2 separate regions of the Mus musculus genome follow, and region 2 is linked to region 1. The links are chromatin contacts, called in public HiChIP or PLAC-seq maps. All regions are on one chromosome and are shown on one strand. The core of a region is the stretch at or near the end of the contact, and the rest is flanking DNA. Distances in the headings are between cores, read along the strand shown.

Region 1 (3,894 bases), core at 1,140-3,639:
GGGAGGGGAACCTCGTTAATTTTATCCTTCAGTTCTCATGCATGTGTACACACGCTTGAATGTGTGTGAGTGTATATGGGTGTATGTGTGCATGTGTTTGTGTGTGTGAATACTACATGTGTGGCACACCCCCACACTTCACTCTCTGGCAGCTTGAGCCCCAGTCACAGCCAGAAACACCCCCATAAAGGAACTCTGACCAGAACAAGCTCACTCTGTGTGAAACCTGGGAAGACACTAAGATAACAGGAGTGTTCGTTTGGTGATGTAAGGAATAGCTCTGGCGAAGGAGCACAAAACATATTTCCACCACCCTGAACATACCAGGAACACACTGCTGCCACCGGCATGGTCCTTGAAAAGTCATAGGGACATTCAGGACTGGTTCCAAACAGACCCTCCCTGGCTGTCAGCTTTCTGCTTCCCTTGTCTGGAGCCAAGCAGAACAGGACAACCCTCAAGGATTAGCAGGGAAGGTCAATGTGACCTTCTAGGGCTTTCCCTCTATGTGGCTGTCAATAAAGGCTGAACTGAAGGACCTCTGGAGAAAGAGGGAGAGAGCCAGGGGCCTCCCAGGGTCAGGTGACCCACAGGAAGGAAGGACCCATATGTTGATGCACTGGTGGGCTTCCTCCTACTTTCCCAAGGGTCAAGACTTATAATTTGTTCTCCATTTAGGAGAAATAAATGAGGCATGCTTTTGTTTAGTAGGAAGAAATGCTTGATGAAAAACAATGAATTGGACTTCAGTCATCTGTTTGAAAAAACACATCTCACGGTTTTATGAACTCAGTTTCAGTTGAACTTAAGACCTCCAAGTGTTTTAAAGTGAACAGTGTTAGTTTTAAGCGGCATGCGGGCCAACCTGGCTCTCCAGTGCACATGGCTGACTTCTACCACGTGGAGTGTAACACAAATCTGCTAGCACCACCACTGACCGTTCTACTGGGGAAAGGTAGTAATGACAAATTTGACATTAATGACAAATCCGTGGATGTCCTCAAAGCACCAATTAATGAGTACCGTGTCTACTGGGGACTCTATTAAGCTGTGTGTGACTCAGAGCATTGCTGATTCCAGGGACTGTGAAATGTCAAAACGTGGAACACATATCCAAGAAACATGACCATGGCAGGTGTGTGAGGGACTCTCAGCCTTTGCACAAACACTCTGACTCTTTTAGGTTGCGGATATAGAGGTATAGTCTCTGTATGGGTGAGTGTGTGCATGCACGTGCATGTGCATGCGTGTGTGTATATGTGTGTGTGTGTGTAGGTCAGAGGTCAATCTCAGGCATAATTCCTCAGGACACTGTCCACCTTGGTTTTTGAGACAGGGTTTCTCACAGGCCTGGAACTTGCTGATTGGGCTAGGCTGGGTGGCCCCACGAACTCTGGAGAGGCCCCACTCACCACCTCTGCAGCACTGGGGTTACACGTGGACAGAGCCACACTTGGCTTTTTAGCACAGGTTCTGGGGATTGAACGTAGGTCCTTGTGTTTTCGTGGCAAGCGCTTTATAGACCCTGGAGACACTGTTTAGTCTCAGCTATCTAGAATGATGGATGACCGGGAGTACCCCATGTATCACACCTTTAGATGCAGGCTCTCCTGGTTGTTGTGAGATCCTATGGGGAACCTGATACGAGCAGATAGGAGGTGATACGATGCATGGGAGAGCCTTGGCACAGAGACGTTTCAGACGTTGCTCTAGTGAAGGGAGGGCTCAGCTTCTAGTCTTACCCCTGAGGCATAGCACTGACTCTGTAACGACTGCATCATGAACGTCCCACGGAGGACCAAACATAAAGGGCTTGTCCCTTCACTGATGGGACCTTTGGAAGGTTGGAGGAGGGTTCAGGAGGCAGGGCCTGGTAGAGGGACATTAGGTCACTGGGGCTGTGACTCCGATGTCTTCTTGATCTTCCCTTTGATTATCGAATGCCATAAGGTAAGTGGCCTCTGTGAATTTCTGGGTGTGATGAGCCACTCTGCCACGGGTCCTGGCACAGCAGGGCCAGCCTACTGTGAACCGAAGACTGTGAAACCAGATGTCAAAACAAACTTTCCCTACTCTGTTGAATTTCTCAAATATTTTTTCATAGCCAGGAAACACGACCAGTCTATTATTTCCCTTTAGCTCCATGCAGAGGTTTTTCTAGATTATTCCGGGCATCCTGTTGCAAGTTGGCTATAAGGAGTCAGAGAAACTGAGCAAAGCATTTGGCTTGGAGTAGGTCCACGTGTGCTTTTTTATCTCCAAAACGTTTGAACTACCATCTATGGAAGCCACTTTCCCTAACCATCAAAGACTCTTAGGAGCTGGCCCTTCCAACCCCCCGGGATCTCTCTGGTCCACATCTGTGACTCATAAATACGAGGAACGAGCTTGGTTAGTTTGACACGTTCTTGTAGTGAGTCAGGGAGTGGAACGAGCAACCGGTTATTTGAAGAGATCACTTACATAGCAAAGTTTTTTGGGAAATCTAAGGGCGATTTTATTGTGCCCAAAAGGAATGAGTTGTAGATTGCCAGCCCGTATATTTAGAAGTGCAGAGGATGGAGGAGGGCGTGGCCGTGACAGGCCTACTGCTCTGAAGACTGGGATGAGAAGGAAGGACAGTGAATGAAGGGCCTGTAAACACACCCTGGGCTCATCCATCAGTGAGCCATGAGCATCTCACTACACTGTTGTGCTCAATACAAGGAGGGTGTCGTTAGGATCCAGGAAAGAACCTGGGAGCTTCGGGGAGTTCCAGGAGGCCTGCCAACTCTGATTGCAGGCTCTCTGGTGGGGACTGGGAGGGGCTGTGCTGCTTTGAAGGGAAACCAACTGTGGCTTGGTACCTCATTTTCTCGGACAGTGTGAGCATCAAACATTGCAAGAAGCTAAGAAGGAACCGCAAGATACAACTGAAACCAGCTACCCCCACCCCAACCCTTGGCAAGCCGGTGGGAGCTTGGAGCCAGATCTGACATGCTTTAGAAAAAGATAAAGTATTTCTTTCATGTCAATGGCTTAGTGACTTGTTTGGGTTTTTCTTTGTGTGTGCACACACTTGCATGCTGGTGTGTATTAAAATTTTGAGTATTTATTTATGTGAGTGTGCTTGTATTTATGTGTGTATATGTGTATGCACATATATATGTGTGTGCATCTGTGTGAATGCATATGTGTATGTGTGTGTGTGTATGAGGCCATGGAACGAATTACCTGTGGATGTCAAAGGCCAATGCTCTGTGAGAAACAATTCTTACCTTCCATTATGTTGGTCCCAGGAATTGAACTCTGGTCATCAGACTTTGCAGCAAACATTTTTATGTGCTGAGTCATCTTGTCAGTACATATTTTGATTCCCTCCCTCCCTCCCTGCCTCCCTTTCTCCCTCCCTCCTTCCTTTCTTCCTTCCTTCCTTCCTTCCTTTCTTTCTTTCTTTCTTTCTTTCTTTCTTTCTTTCTTTCTTTCTTTCTTTCTTTCTTTCTTTCTTATGAAATCTCTAATGGGACTGGAACTCTACCAGTAGGCTAGCTTGTCTGGCCAGAAAGCCCCAGGGATCTGCCTGTCTATGCCTCTCCAGAACTGGGGTTGCAAGAAGATACCACCACACACAGATACATATTTTAATATGAGGATCAGGTCTTTATGATTTCAGGGCAAGCATATTACTAACCGAGCCATCTCCCCTGCCCTGTGACTGTACAGAACGAGGGCTTCCAATTCACCAACTCTATAGTTGGCTGGGAAATTCCCTCAATCCTTTACATGAAGGATGGGGGAAGGGGAGCGAGCTTGTTTCAAGCATGCTCAGTGTCAGCTGCAGCTCCTTTGGGGAGGGCATTTCCCAGCCATTCATGCTGCTACCCAGGGTGTATATAGAGGATGGCTCTAGGGGAG
Region 2 (3,837 bases), core at 741-3,240, 240 kb after region 1:
AATCCTTTCCTCCCCAAGGTGAATTTAGTCAGGTTGTTTTTTTGTTTGTTTGTTTGTTTGTTTTGTTTTTTTCATATCAGCAAAGAGAAGCACACTGGACACTTGGATTCTTAGTACCAAGGTTTTGGATTTGATAGTGTAATTTTGATACATGTCTAAGCTACAGAACAGAGTAAAGCAAGAGGATTTTCAATGTCCTATGTGACTTGTTCCTATACATTAAGAGACAACTTGGGCCGGGCGTGGTGGCACACACCTTTAATCCCAGCACTCAGGAGGCAGAGGCAGGTGGATTTCTGAGTTTGAGGCCAGCCTGGTCTACAAAGTGAGTTCCAGAACAGCCAGGGCTATACAGAGAAATCCTGTCTCGGGGGGGAAAAAAAAGACAAATTGAGCCCATGCCCTTCTATAGTGGGGGAAGGACAACAAGCTTGCCTAGTCTTCCTCGGGCATAATTCTTCACTGTTTGCCATGTGGTGTTTTCTCTTCAGTGCTGACCACTGTTTCCATTGACCACATAAATAGTAAGCTGGGGTCTAAAAAAAGCAATGCACATAAAAAGTCACCGAATTGCTTGTTGAATCTGGAACATTCCTGCTGATAGATGTGAAAGCTTTTTCCCACTGCAGCTAGGTGCAGGAATTCAAAAATAGAATGTATTCAATTTGACATTGTTTAGTGTACTCTAAAAATTCTCTTGAAAAAGATGTCTTTGGGCGTGCATCTGTGAGTACACAATAAACTTCAAAAAAGGACAATATTTCCCAGGAAATCAAAATAGACATGTTTGTCATTGTTGCTATTTATTCATGTTGGAAATCTGTCCCTCTTTATCTGTGATTATGTAACATCCCAATCTAGGCTTCCAAATGCCTATGGCAGGCCCGGTCTCTCTCTCTCTCTCTCTCTCTCTCTCTCTCTCTCTCTCTCTCTCTCTCTGTGTGTGTGTGTGTGTGTCTGTCTGTCTGTTTGTCTGTCTCTCTTTCCCTTGTTCCAGAGATCCACATCAGAAGCACCCCCTCCGCTGGCAGGGGGTCTGAGATATTGCTGACCGCTCTCTATTTTGATTGGTTAGCTATGGACCTTCATTGGGCACTCTGGGCCACTGAGTATGTATATCTTCATTCCTCAAGCTACATATTCTAGAGACATGAAGGGTTTCAGAAGATATGGAATTTAGACAATACTCCAAGAGTGATATAATCTGGGATGTGGAGAAGAGAGCCACATGTGAACAGGTGTGATATAAAATCTCAGAGGTGTTGATGACCAGACAGTTTGCCAGCAAAGCCATGAAGGCTACTTACTTCATGGGGTACAGTGTTTGGAGAGGGTGAACTTCGACTTGTGGAAGTGGGGAAGTCTTCTGAGAGCCATATCTAAAAGTAAAATGGCTCAAGTCTGGAAGTAAAAGAAGCCAGCATCTCAGGTGATGACCACTCAGGCACACCCAGGGTATTGAGAGTTGGTGGCACTCAGGATTAATTCAGCAGAAAAGGTCTGGTTGGATGCCCAGATATAAAATCATAGGAGAGAACGGGGTTTAGCTGTGTCTTGTAAGTGTTCTATTGCTGTGATGAGATGTCATAGCCATGGTGACTTTTAGAGAAGAAATAATTAACTGGAGCTTGCTTACAATTTCAGAGATTCATTCTATTTTCACTATAGTAGGAAACATGGCAGTAGGCAGGCTGATGCTGAGGAAGACCTGAGAATTCTAAACCAGGCTCTCCTCAGGCAGAGGAGGAGATTGGCAAGAGAGAGAGAGAGAGAGAGAGAGAGAGAGAGAGAGAGAGAGAGAGAGAGACAGAGACAGAGACAGAGACAGAGACAGAGAGAAAGGCAGAGAGAAAGACAGAGAGACAGAAACAGAGACTGGATCTGGCTTGGGCTTTTAAAACCTCTAAACCAATCTCCAGGACAACAATGCTGTACCTACTCCAACAAAGGCTCTATCTCCTAATCCCTCCTGAGTAGTTCCACACCCTAATGACTAAGCATTCAAACACTCTGGGGGACATCCTTATTCAAACCACCACATTCCACTCCCTTCCCCCATAGGCTCGTAGTCATATCATAATGCAAAAAAAAAAAAAAAAATACATTCAGCCCAACTTCAAAAGTCCCTTTAATCTATAACAGCCTTAACCCTGTTTAAAAGTTCAAAGATGAAAGTCTCTTCTGACATACAATGACACAGGATGTATTATCATTCCAAAAGGGAGGACAGGAAGCATAATAAGATAATGACAGAAACAAAACTGAGAGCCTGCTGGTAAAACTGCAAATTCAGCCTTTTCTTGTCTGATGTCAACTCACTCTTCAGATCTCCAACTCCTTTCAGCTTTGTTGACTACAACACATGTTTCTCTCTTGGGAACAGTTCTATTTCCTGTTAACGGCTCTCCTCAACAGATATCTCATGGCTCTGGCATCTGCAGCATCTTGGTGTCTCTAACCAAATCCAGACTTCACCTTCACAACTTCACAGAATGGCCTTTCTGGCTCTCCATGCATGGATAGCCCTGACACATGCCTGGCCTCAGTAGCTGTCTATAGCCATGGAAACACCTTTCTTATGTCCTTTACTCTACAGCTAGAACCACATGTCCAAAGCTGTCAAGTTGTTCTGCTTGCCCAGAGGTCACTACTCCCTTGAATCCTTTTAGCACCAGGCTTTCCTTGAAACTTCTTATCTCCTTGAGCTTACTTGACCCATTACTCGACCTAGTGCTCCCTTTCTCCTCAAACTCTACATATTTTTATTTTTTTTTTCTTGCTCAGCTAGCTCCTTTATTATATCTGCATAAGACTGGCCGTTATTAACCACATGACAGAGTCAATACGAGGCTGTCTTGAAATCTCCTCTGCCAATGACATTAATCCAAAACTCTTTAATTTGGCTTCAGGCAGATTTTTTGGAGAAGGGCAGAAAGTAGCTATGTTCATTACCAAAATATTACAAGAACAGCCTCTAAATCACTTACTAGTATTTTTCTCCTTTAGAACCTCTTTAACTGGGCCATAACAATCTAGATTTCTCTCAGCACCCCTGTCTTCCACATTCTGACTAGTACAGCTTATTAAGCCCCACTTAAAGCATTCAACTGCTTTCCTAACCCAAAGTCCCAAACTCCACACTTTGCCACCAGCAGCATGGTCAGGCTTGTCATAGCAATAACTGACAACTGATATCAACTTCTGTCTTAGTGTTCTATTGCTGTAAAAAAGCACCATGATTATAGCAACTCTTATAAAAGAAAGCATTTAATTGGAGCTGGCTTACAGTTTCAGAGATTTAATCCATTTTCAACATGATGGGAAGAATGGTGGCACACAGGCAGACATGGTGTTTGAGAAGTAGCTGAGAGTTCTACATCCAGATCTACAGACATCAGGAAGAGAGAGAGAGAGAGAGAGAGAGAGAGAGAGAGAGAGAGAGAGAGAGAGAGCAAGCCAGCCACTGGGCCTGGCTTCAGCTTTTGAAACCTCAAAGTCCACCTCCCAGTAACACACTTCCTCCACGAGGCCACACCTACTCCAACAAGGCCACACCTCCTAATCTCTCTCAAGTAGTTCTACTCAGTGATGACTAAGCATTCAAACATATGAGTCTATGGGGTGGGGGCAGTCATTCTTATTCAACCACCATAGGCTGGATTCCATTAATGAGGCTTCAAAGTGAAGAAATGAGAAGGCTGTATGAGTCAATAGATTGGGGTAGGAAACAAAAGAATAAAGGAAATCACAGGATACATGAAGAACAGATCCATAGAGGTAAGCTAGTGTATACAATCACCAAGAGTACGTTGAGCAGATAGGATTGCAAGTGTGTAC

The links. HiChIP or PLAC-seq counts read pairs in DNA pulled down with a chosen protein or histone mark.
Region 2: a contact with region 1 is called in an H3K27ac HiChIP or PLAC-seq map of embryonic fibroblasts, with 17 read pairs. The contact joins two enhancer-like sites. A contact is called at or near these places in 2 of 15 datasets of contacts at CTCF or cohesin (the NIH/3T3 cell line and large pre-B cells), 2 of 484 Hi-C or Micro-C datasets (bone marrow-derived macrophages and embryonic fibroblasts), 2 of 115 datasets of contacts at active chromatin or transcription factors (embryonic fibroblasts and pancreatic cancer cells) and 1 of 9 other capture datasets (embryonic stem cells).

Annotation. Positions count from the first base shown.
Region 1 is chr13:51,999,607-52,003,500 of GRCm38.p6, forward strand. No RefSeq gene overlaps it. Among named protein-coding and RNA genes, the nearest start is that of Gm40948, 82 kb to the right of the region's middle. Within about 2 kb of position 2,390, at least 48 of the 459 cell types and tissues checked have an H3K27ac peak or open chromatin away from gene starts, as enhancers often do. A contact at or near this core is called in embryonic fibroblasts and pancreatic cancer cells, where this site is marked.
Region 2 is chr13:52,239,966-52,243,802 of GRCm38.p6, forward strand. All of the region lies in intron 3 of Gm33116 (a long non-coding RNA gene), which reads left to right. Among named protein-coding and RNA genes, the nearest start is that of Gm33116, 8.1 kb to the left of the region's middle. Within about 2 kb of position 1,991, at least 27 of the 459 cell types and tissues checked have an H3K27ac peak or open chromatin away from gene starts, as enhancers often do. A contact at or near this core is called in embryonic fibroblasts and pancreatic cancer cells, where this site is marked.